2 separate regions of the Drosophila melanogaster genome follow, and region 2 is linked to region 1. Evidence: chromatin contacts called from public Hi-C data. All regions are on one chromosome and are shown on one strand. The core of a region is the stretch at or near the end of the contact, and the rest is flanking DNA. Distances in the headings are between cores, read along the strand shown. Region 1 holds the start of Fim (Fimbrin). Region 2 holds the start of Chchd2 (Coiled-coil-helix-coiled-coil-helix domain containing 2).

Region 1 (5,529 bases), core at 80-2,579:
CGAAGAGCGGGAGATAAGAGATGCGGGAAAGGGAAACTTGTTTGCTCATCTGCTGTCCCCTCCCACCCACATCCACGCACGCGCCCCTCTCCCTCGCACTGGCATATGCAGCAGCGGGCGCAGCGCATTAACCGTTAGCTAGCGATGCTTGTCTTTGCTTCTTTTCACGGTCTTTTCCAGTGGCGGATCAAGGGGGGATTTTGAAGGGCTAAAGGACTAAGTTACTCTCGTAAGTGTAATGCAAAATTTGATCTCTGTTCTTGTACGATTTCCTCTTCTCCTGTCCAACATTCGTGCCAGCTGATTAAGTTAAGTTTTAGTTTTACAATTCCCAATTTAATTAACTTCTTGCTGGTTCTGCTTCTTTGTCGATTAAAAACTAAGCAAGAACATGAACTAAAATCGGAGTGGTAAGACCCTTTCAAAGTCCGACTCTGTTCTTCTCCTGCTCCTGCTGCCCCCGCCACTGCTTCTTCTTCGCTTAAGTCCACTTCATGGGGGGTTGCTTTGCACTGTTGAAGGCCAGCCGCGCTGTCGGCTGCGCAGCCGGCGTTGGCGTCAGCGTCGCTGCTCCCCATTGTCAACGCCGACGCCCACATGCACCGCTTAACGGTTTTCTTCCTGCGCCTCATGCGTGCGTGTGTGTGTGAGTCATTCAATTTGAATTTCAACAATTTGCCACCTATGACTCTTATTGATTGAATGTTGCTATTGCCATTGCTAAAACCATTTCGTTTTGCTGCTCTTTTTGTCATCTCACCTCTATGAATTTCTCCTTGATCTCCGCCTTTTCATCAATGGACAGCGTTTTTGTGAATTTGTTAAGTGTTGCCATTTTCGCTGCCGATGTGTGTGTGGTGTGCTGCTGCTGCTTTTCTTCTTGACTTTCTTAATTATTTATAACTGACGCCGCTGATTGGTAATTATTTTAAATAAATTATCCGTTTATAATCAATTTCACTTTGTCGCCGTTTTCGCAGTCGGCGATTTTCTTCTTTTTGCTCCTCTTCTTTTTTGTTTTACCGCGCGCTCCTTTTCCTATACGTATCTATGTATTTGTGCGTTTCTGTGCTAATATTCTTAAACTTCTTTTACTTTTTTCTTAACTTTTCACCCATACACACTCGTTGCTGGTTTTGTTTGTTGCTGGTTTTTACCAAAAAAAAAAAGATGAAGCCAGATTTAAAGCCTCCGTGTTGTTATTTACAACGTCAACCGAGCAAATTTTGTTTTCAAACGTTATTTAGCACGTCTGAATTCGGAATCGACCGGTTTGCTGTGCGTGCGAAGCGCTTTTGTTAGATGTTTAACAACAAACAGAAAACTAAATTGCAGGTTGTATTGTGAGAAATGAAAGAAGACAACGGAGCGAAAACAGTGTGCCCGTTTTGGAATTTGAAAAACCTACAAAAATACGGTGGTACTTACCGCGATATTTCCAAAACTGAGCACAGTATTCCATTTGAACTTAAATTTTCGATAGAATTGAAATACCTCTTAATGTCATAATAGACAGCACATTGTTTTTCTTCAAGTTTAAATATAGTTAATTTAAGCTTGGAAGAGAATTTAAAAAAAGCTTAAAGCTGCTTATGCTAAGTTATGTGCGCAAATTTATTTTTTTTACATTTTACATGTGCGTAGAATTTCCGTTGTTGAGTTAGCAGCAATTGAAGAACGTTGGAATTTGAATTATGGGGACGTTTTTTATTCAGTTATTTTTCTTTATTAGGAGGTGAATTCGAAAAAGATATTTCTTTATCTCTTTCTTTGACGCACATCATATTACAATGTTAACAAACATAAACGTTTAGTATTTTTCCGCTATCGGGTAGTATTTCGCGGTCGGCTCGCCACGGTTCCTCTTCTTTTGTCTAAAAGAATAGAATCGCCTGGTCACACCGCAGGGTCCAGTATTGTTGCCTTTTTATTTTATTCCCGCATTTCTTCGCTTTGAAGCGATCGCTTTTCGGCTTTCTTTGAGGTCACAGGTCACGCCAGCGGACGCTGGAAGCCGAAACGCCCCCCGCCTCGCCCCCTTGGCCATGGTGACCGTCGCTGTTGTTGTTTTTGTCGCCCTTTAAAACCAGCTGCTGCATCTGTGTGTGCGCGCGTGCTTGCGAGTATTTCCAACCAAGCGTGCGTCGGTGTGCGTGCGTGTACAAGTGCTGAAACAACAACAAAAGCGTAAAACGCATTTTCATTTGATTGCGATTTTGATTTGATATATTAATTACAGAAAGAAAGGGGGAGAAAGCAAACAAAGGAGACAAACTGTGAGAGAAAGACAGAGCGAGATCAAGACAGTGAGCGAGATGGATGTGGAGGAGAACTACGAAAACGCCGCCGAGATGCAGAACATGAACATGAATCTGAATCTAAATCCGAATCCGAATCCAAATTCGGACAGCCAGCAGCAGCAGCAACAACAGATGCAATGTGAACCGTTATTCGGGCTCACAACCAATACAACAACAACCACAAATCCCATGATGGCCATTCCCCTGCCCGCGCCCCCAGGGCCGCACTCCGCTCCGAACAACAGTCCAAATTCGAATGCGAATCCCAACTCAAATCTGAGTCCCAGTCCATCCGCAACAACCGCTAACGCATCCGCATCCACGATCAAGTGTCTACCGACGAACGACTTCGATATCGACTCCCTGTTGCTGCAACAGTTCAGCTGTATGGGCACCACGGACCACGAAGACCTCATCAGCCAGTTTCAGAGCCTAATGAACAACCAGATGAACCGGGAATCGGCCAGGTTTTACCTAGAGATGAGTAACTGGTAAGGATATAGCTATAAGTAAAATATCTCAAATCCATTGTGGTTTAATATTCCAAATGGAGTTAGAACACAGAATGTTTCATAATCCATTGAATTTAAGCTTCTTCCCTGCGTTCTGGACATATTATAGTCTTTATAAACTATATTTTACTTAAAGATGTGTTACTAGTAATGATATACATATGTACTCAGAAATCCCCATGGTACGATCATCATGGGCGATGTTATCGAGGCCTTTTTCTTTTATTTTAACATACTTTCTTATATTTTAACATACACAATTTAGAACAATGCATAATTATTGAATTATGAATAATTTTACATTGTTGTGTTTCATTGCCTCCAGCTTGATGAATACACATTTATAGATTACAAACGTAGATTTTTGAGTTTGTCATGGTGATAAATAACACTTTATAAACTATAAACAGGAAAATTAAAGCGCTATCTTAAATTCCCTCTAGGGCCTTATCTCAAAAGAACTTAAAGAGACGCTATAAAATTAAAGATATATCTTTGTAAATTAGAGCTAGCTCTCAAGTAGTTCTGATTTCTGTAATATGTTATAAAGTTCAGTTCTCTTTAATATATGATATGAATAGGCCAACTATGTACATCTAGAAACATATTGCTAATAACCCAGTTGAATTTCGTCATATTAATCAAATTTTTTCACATTTATAGGAGCCTGCAGACGGCGGTGGGCTGCTATCTGGACTTCTGCAGCTTACAGTCGCTGCCTTCGATGAAGATCGTCCAGGAGAAGCAAGTGAATGCTCAGCAGCAAGCGTTTCAGCTGCAGAACGATGGCACCGAGCGCTGGCCGAACAACTGCTATCTGACCTCGCCCATCCAGACGCAGCGCATCAATGTGCCCGCCCTACGTCCGGGCGAAACTTGTGATATCCTGGCCGATATGATGCCCACGCAGCCGCCGACAATGTGGCGGCTGTGCACTTCAAATGGCTGGTACTTTGGCGGTGAGCAAGAGACAGCACTCGATCTTAGAACTAGAATCAAACGCTGAGCTAGCAAACCAGAATTGTTGCACGTAATTTAGTATACTCAATCCTCGAAGTAAAAAACTAAGCTTATGAGCATGGGTATCAAGTACATAAATTGGCATGAACAAAGCAAAAGAAAAACAACAATCTAGTCACACTGATAGGATTTTTGTTTTCCTTAAAAATGTATTTATTCTGTAAATAATTCTTAACGACCATCTTTATAGTCGCAGACTGTATGTAGTATATTAAGTTTAAGAACCCACTTCTAATGTCCCATTTCAATGCATTTCGTTCAAACAGATGCCATTTGGATGATACCGCCCGGTACGCAGGCCAGCCAGGACGAACTGCAGCAGCGGATGGTGCAGCTGATTACGTCGGAGGTGAAGCCGGATATCTATCCGCAAATCAACATCGTGATAACCGCGCACACCCAATGAGCGCGGCGTCCAGCATCTAGCATTCGGCATCCTCCTCCGCTTTCGAGCGGGGTCTTCGGTCCCAAAACTCATCGATAGCATTTTAAAAAAAACCTGCGCGATATGACTAGAATTTCCCTTTTCCCTCTTTTTTCAAATGAGCATACTGTTGTTCTCAGTAGTTGATTTGTATACAGGAAAAAAAATTTTTTTTATGTAGTAGCCAACGCCATACATATACTACACAACCCCATGTTTAACTAGAGTTTGAGTTCGATTGCAGGACCCCCCTTTCGTTACTCCTCCCACTATTCCCACTCCTTAATTTCGGTGTCAGACAGATCAGCTTTATATATATATATCGATATGTCGCGAAGGGAGCGAAGGGTGTGTGCGGCAATAGGGAGAAATAAATTGAAATAAATTAAGTGAAAGTGAGAATAGGAATCGTGTGGCCACATTAAGTTCTTCTGTTAGTTTTAGGCGGTACTGTTGCGTGTGCGTGCGATTGTTTAAATCATAATTGAAATTTTTTTTTTCCAATAATTTAAATTCCTATGTTTTGAGTAATCGAGAAGCATGAAAGCTAAGAAACGTGTAACAAAATTAGATCTAAGTGTTTTATTGAGAAAAAATAAGAATGAAGCAGAAGGATTAAGAAAGTTGGTTGTCTTTTATTTCTGGGCGGTGAAGAAAAAGTGTATGTTATTTTTGTGTTATAAAGGTGAGTAAGGTGATGGCTTGCTTGTTGAATAATTTTAACTTTTTTTATCCAAATGACCACCATTGCGTTTAGCATATATTCGAAATTTGTTAATTGTTCATGTTTTCCGTTATAACTAATTAAATATACGATATTGACTGAAATGATGGGTAGCATTGTTCTGCTTTGCTATCATGCTTTGGCAGCACTGCGTTTATATATTTGCATGGATCTGGCAACACTCTCCAAAAAAGACCATTCACACAAAAGCAATAGTTTCGTAACTTCCCGCCCAATTTGTAAAAACGTAATCAAATTGGAATATTTGAAAAGTAAGAAAATCAAGGAAATAATCCAAATTTGAATTCAAATCAGAAAATTTGAGAATTTCAAAGAAATAAAAGAAAATAGAGCTTCTTGTTTGATGTCTTATTCTGATCACATTATGTAATCCGATTACCGGGAATATTACTTATGCTTGCGACTATTTCCACGCCCCTGCTATTTCCTCCTTTTGGCTGCTGGTTTTGCATGAAAATTGTAATTGAGTCAAAAATGCAAAAATACAAAGTACACAATTACACACACACACACACACACACACACACA
Region 2 (5,950 bases), core at 2,003-4,502, 150 kb before region 1:
AGGAGAGCAGGAAGTGGCTTATATCTTCAAGCACAAGGATAGTTAAAACAATTTCAATTGATATTAGTCCATTTTTGGTTATGCTCAGTATGGCATCGTATTTTTAAGCCATCTGGCATTGAGGTGGACTGACACGCGGTTTCTGAGAATAGGATTTTGTTGATTTATGCTTTATTAAGATTGCATTTTTGAGGCCATGCCCTTAAGAGGAATAGCTAACCATGGGATTTCCTGTGGTCCAATTGAATGCCACAACGCTGCAGAGATCAACGCTGCAGTTTTAGTTTTGGACGGACACTGATCTCTGTAATGAATGCTTTCTTTCTAATGTAGTCTTAAATTCCAGGAGAGCGGGAAGTGGCTTAATCTTCAAGCACTAGGATAATTAACACTTATTCCTCTGAGTCTATTTAATATATGCCTTAGCTGGGATGGAATTTCCTTCAACTAGCATTGAGGTAGACTCATTGTGAAAGATCCACTAATATGCTATTGTCTTAAATGTCGAATTAAGTTCCAGGAGAGCGGGAAGTGGTTTTATCTTCAAGCACAAGGATAGTTAATACCTTTTCCTATGAGTCCATTAAGAGTTATGCTCAGTTCGGCTGAAAATTACCATCAACTGGCATTGAGGAGGACTCCTCTATAATACTATTGTAGCTTTAAGTTCCAGGAGAACCAGAATTTGCTTTCTATTCTAGCACTAGGATAATTAAATCTTTGGTTCACTATTAGTCCCTTTGAGAGTTATGCTTCGGAAAGTATGTAGAACATAGCCAGCATTGAGGAGGACTAGAAATCAGTGAAGATTCCCTTTAAATCAGTTTAAACCAAGGTACCGCATATGCTTTATAATGGTTTTGTAATGTGGTTTTAAGTTCCCGGAGAACAAGAAGAGGCTTTGATATCTTCAAGCACTAGGACATTAAAACCTTGTGTTCGCTCTGCGTGCCCATTCTACCCATGACCGAGTGGCAACGTTCTCTGGCCACAGTTTAGCATGGGACGCGGTGGAATTGGGAACATTTGGACGGGATGGGCATGTTTACCTGCAGAGGGTTCTCCCCGGTGAGCAGATGAATGATCTCGAACGAGTGCTTGACGATGCGGCAGGCCATCAGCTTCTTGCCGTTGTTGCGACCCTTCATCATCAGGGAGCAGGTCAAACGCTCCACAATGGGGCACTGGGCCTTGCGGAAACGCTTGGCGGCATAACGTCCGGCGGAATGGGGAAGATAGCGGGCAAACTTCTCCTTCACCGAGATGTAATCCTGCAGAGAGATGTCGTTAACGGTGACATCGTCGCAAGACCAGCGGCCGAACAGCTTGATCTCCGGCAGCTCAGTGGTGGACACCACATTTGTCTCCAGGATCGTCTCGGCCACCTCGGCTTCCATAGGTGCCGCTGGCTCCTCGAAGGTCTCCACCACGTTTTCAGCAACTTCGGCCATGCTGCAATAGTTTTTGGAAGGCAAATAAGTTAGTCACGTGTCTGCAAATCGGTATTGGTAATTCTACTGTGGGATGGGATACTTGAGGGCTTTGCGATCTATTACTATCACAGACATTCATTAATGGTTGGTTAATGGTATTTGTTCGTTGATTTTAATAAGCTAACTTCTATTATTGAACATCATTGTATGGCTTGAACATCACCTAGAAGTTTTACAGAAACGTGTTTTTCAGTATTTGTTTATGGAAACATCGTCCCTTTTGTACAAATTTTATACACATACAAATTGTTTATAACTTTAACTAGATTTCGTTTGAAAAATTCTTTTACAAATACAAAACCCAAGAAAAGGCTGTGATAAACTGATACGAATAATTTTTAGAGCCTTAACATTCGTTTTTAAATCTTAAAAACGTCTTAAAACAAAAATAAACTACAAAAAAAGTTCCAAGGTTTATGAAAGACGGAAGTTTCAGTGAAGATTACGTTTAAGTATACAAAAAGGGTCACAATAACTTTTAAATACATATTTAAGTAGTTTTCCTGCGTTAACACGTTTTTTTTAAACTGTAGATGGGCGCTATACGCACACACACACACGCATAAGCACCGTAAAAAACACACGCGCGTTGTTGTTGTTGAATTGCGAGTTTTTAAGGGTTTATACTTTCTTGAAGGTTATCCTTTTGGATAATTGGCTCAATATACGTGGATGTATATTGTATTAAACATATTCTTGCGCTGCAAGCAGATAAAAAAAATATACAAAAAAAAAGGGGAAACAAACACGTGTGACGCACACACACAGTTGCACTCGCGCGCACACACACAAACAAAAAGCCGCCCGTTTTTAACCTCATTTCGGTGGAAATGGCAATATTCCGCAGTTTGCCGCAGTAAATTCACAAAACCCTTAGTATCCACACTAGTTGCCAGCGTTTAGCCGTCTTTTGGCCATCCTCTGGCCACAATCCACACAATTAAACGTTGAAAATCCCTTACTTTGTCACAGAAGAAATCGAGATACGATGTCAGCGCAAAGGCAAACGCCTGAAAAAGAACATGTTACGGCAGTGTGCAGCAACGCCAGAGAGTCCGCTTCCGCCGACACGCACACGGTTGCATTCCGGCTGCCAGGGCTGCGCAACAAGTGAACTATCGAACGGAGATAGGCGGCCATGAGTGGGGATTATTCCTCGACTTAATCACTTTTTCGAACGCGTTTGCTACTTGAGTTGCACATTTATATGTACTTCATAGAAATATACCCTGCTTTCAGGCATACTATTAGTTTTAAGCCACTTTTTTAATGACAAATTTCGAACTTTCTATCGATATGCGGCATTTCGCGGTTTTGCCAGTCACAACGGGTGGCGATAGTTGAAATTCGCATGCCAAATTTTCTTTATTACGGTCACCTTATAGAAATTTTGATATGCTTGAGTATTAAATGTTATTATTTCACTGACTGTAAAATAAAAAGTTATTTAAATCGTAATGCATATATATTTATAACATATAGTTCTTTATTTGATTTTGTAAGTGGAAAAAAATATGTGGTATGTAAAGATTATATATATGGGATATATAAAATACACAAAAATTTTACTATATTACATAGTAAATTTAAGGGTGGTAAAACGTTTTTACACGAATACAATATCCAAATACTTTAGTAAAATATATTTTTAATCATAAGAATTTACCCATATTATTAACTTTTCTGGCACATTCTATATCCGATAGTTTACACCTTATGCCTTAGTATTTTTCGGTATTTTCTCCGGCCACACTGGCAGCAGGCCGAAGTTTCTCGTCCAATTGGGATTATTTCGGAATTTCAGTTACTAGCTCGTCATCAAAACAGCAACAACTGTTGAGAATAAAATTCTTGCGTGAAACCGAATCAATAGAAAAACAAATAAAACAAACAAAATGGTTCGCCGTGGACGTTCAGCCAGTCCCCCGCCCTCCACTCGTCGGTAAGACAGTCGCGAAAAACAAAGAAAATTCGGGGGAAATTGGATAAAGCGCCGGCAGGAAATTCATTTCGTAATCACCGACCAATCAATCGGATGATCTGGCTTTATCTCATGGACAGAATTTCACTTCCGCCGCTTTTTCCGGCCCCCGAAATGGGTTAAGGTTACGTAACCTTAAAAATAAGAGGATTCCCAATAACATGGGATGTTTTATTGGTGCTGTCCTCCTAGCGGAAGACCCGCTAAATCTGGCTACTTATTCAATTACGAAAGTGCTCATAAAATCCATTTTTGTAAGAAATTTACTAAATTTATTGTTCTATGTAAATATATATATATATCCCAGGCCATTGATTTATTAAATTAAAAACATCACATGTTTTTATTTTGCGTTAAAAAAGTAAAATATTCAAATGTTTATACAATTTGGCTTATTATAAAGAAAACAAGAATTTGCATAGGAATATAAAAATATTACCTACTTTTGCAGTAGATATAAAATAAAGTCCTTTAAAAATCCTAGGAATTAGTTAAATTTGTATAGTTCATTGTTTTCAACACAAAGACCCTTCAATTTCGTCACGGAATGATCAACGACACTCCAGAGCAAAGTCCACAATAACAACTGATTGCTTCTGTTTTCCCAACAGCACCGCACCTGTGCAGGCCCGTGCCCCCGCCCCGGCCCCGGCTCCTGTCCAGACACGTGCCCCAGCACCGGCCGCCTCTGCCCCTGTTCCGGCGCCCATGAGCGCTCCTCCCAGTGCCGTCGGCATGCCGGCACCGCAGCAGCCATCGATGTTCCAGCAGATGGCCGCCACCGCTGGAGGCGTGGCCGTGGGCTCAGCCATTGGACACACCGTGGGTCATGGATTGACCTCGCTGTTCAGCGGATCTGGCGACAAGGAGGCCGCTGCTCCCGCTCCGGCGGCAGCCGCTCCTGCCCCCCAGCAGCCATACTACGCCCAGCAGCAGCAGCCCAATGAGCCGCAGGGAGCCTGCGCCTGGGAGCTCAAACAGTTCATCCAGTGCGCCCAGGGTCAGGCGGATCTTACCCTCTGCGAGGGATTCAACGAGGCGCTGCGGCAGTGCAAGCAGAGCCACCATCTCCAGTAGAGGGCCCAGCTCCGGTAGAATATCATCTGGCCAAGCACCGGCGGATGAACGCAGCCGGATGAACCCATCGGATGAACACCTCCGGATGAACTCTGTCCTATCCCTTCGTTTAGTTCTTAATTGTTTAATTGCAAGCATCTGAAAGAAAGCATTGTTTAATTGTAGTGCAAAATGAAATGTTAAATAGAAAATCCCGTTGGCAGCCCAAAACCCTTTCCAAAAAAAAACACAAACAAACAAAACAAAAAAGAAACCAAACCCCACGGGTTGTCAATGTGGGCCAAAACAAAACGAAGTTTCCAAGAGTTTTTATTGTTTAAAATATAAATATATGCATAAGTTAATATCAAGTTATAATTGTTGTCTAAACAAGGAGCCAAGAAAATCTTTGAAATATTCATTTTTCAAGAAGCTTCTAGAAAAAATGCAACTTTCCCTTTTCCTCCTTCTGGAAAATGCAAAATTTGCATTCTATTGTGAAATGTGGCTGCATGCGGTTGCCAAAAATAATTTTGGTGACATTGCACTTCTATAAATAGGAAAATCGATTCATTTCCCTATACATTTGTATGGGAACCCCTTTTCGCCTTTTTCATTGTCACGTGTCTTTCATTTCAGCTTTTCTTGTGTTTTGATTGCAATGCGCTTTGTTTTGTTGAAATTAGGTGGTAAACAAATGGGAAATATGATAAACATGTTTACCTACTTGCTGTTTAGTTATAAATGAAGGGTTATATAGCATATATATTCTATTATATGCTATACACATACAGATGTACATATTCATGGTTAAACGAGCGATTAGTCATAGATCTTATTAATGGTCTTATGAAATATTTGCCGTGGAAACGTAATTTTGAAAAGTTAAGAACTGTTTAAAAGGTTCCCTAAATTACCACCCAAAAAAATATTATGAACTAATCCCTGCGTTCGAGACATTCATGTTTCCGTTTTTATTCAATAATTTTTACATAGAGTCATCACTGTTCATAATTTTGCAGCGTATTGATTTTTAGGATTAACAATTTTTTTGTAATGGGGCAATACGTATGTAACAACTACAAATTTTTCGACTCTAGTAACACTGATGTCTCCTATTATCGAAAAACAGTGTCTATATATATATATATATAAAAAAAGAAACAAAGAGTTATAAAGAACCATCAAAATGCCAAATGGATGAAAGCTATCGTTTTCGTAGCTTTTTTGAAGATTTTTGGAATTTTCGATTCTGGTCGTTTTCAAATGGTACGATTTTAGGGGATTAGAGTTTTCCGAATTCAAAAAAAAGTCTCCGGGGAGGAGCATCGATCCACCAGGTGTGTATGTGTGTATATATAATGTTGCATATTTGTAGTGTTCACTGCTCAATTTGGAATTCCGCTTCAAATGTGGATTT

The links. A called contact is a pair of places that touch in the nucleus more often than the background predicts.
Region 2: a contact with region 1 is called in a Hi-C map of the Kc167 cell line, with 3 times the contacts expected there. The contact joins the promoter of Chchd2 here to the promoter of Fim in region 1. A contact is called at or near these places in 5 of 107 Hi-C or Micro-C datasets (the Kc167 cell line, the S2 cell line and wing imaginal disc) and 1 of 6 datasets of contacts at active chromatin or transcription factors (the Kc167 cell line).

What each region holds. Positions count from the first base shown.
Region 1 is chrX:17,300,600-17,306,128 of dm6, forward strand. Fim (Fimbrin) reads right to left here and starts at 1,330. Exons shown (of 5, transcript NM_078661.4): 1 at 761-1,330. The coding sequence starts at 835. It overlaps CG5445, which reads left to right. Exons shown (of 5, transcript NM_001298442.1): 3 at 2,240-2,791; 4 at 3,476-3,771; 5 at 4,099-4,876. The coding sequence starts at 2,316. The coding sequence ends at 4,238.
Region 2 is chrX:17,145,749-17,151,698 of dm6, forward strand. It overlaps Chchd2 (Coiled-coil-helix-coiled-coil-helix domain containing 2), which reads left to right and starts at 3,253. Exons shown (of 2, transcript NM_132968.2): 1 at 3,253-3,435; 2 at 4,086-4,899. The coding sequence starts at 3,389. The coding sequence ends at 4,551. It overlaps RpS5a (Ribosomal protein S5a), which reads right to left and starts at 2,516. Exons shown (of 5, transcript NM_078658.3): 1 at 2,456-2,516; 2 at 1,050-1,452. The coding sequence starts at 1,451. xmas (xmas,) reads right to left here. Exons shown (of 5, transcript NM_001370033.1): 5 at 5,483-5,950. snoRNA:Psi28S-1135e (a small nucleolar RNA gene) reads right to left here and starts at 132; the gene lies at 1-132. It also overlaps snoRNA:Psi18S-1854a, snoRNA:Psi28S-1135d, snoRNA:Psi28S-1135c, snoRNA:Psi28S-1135b and snoRNA:Psi28S-1135a.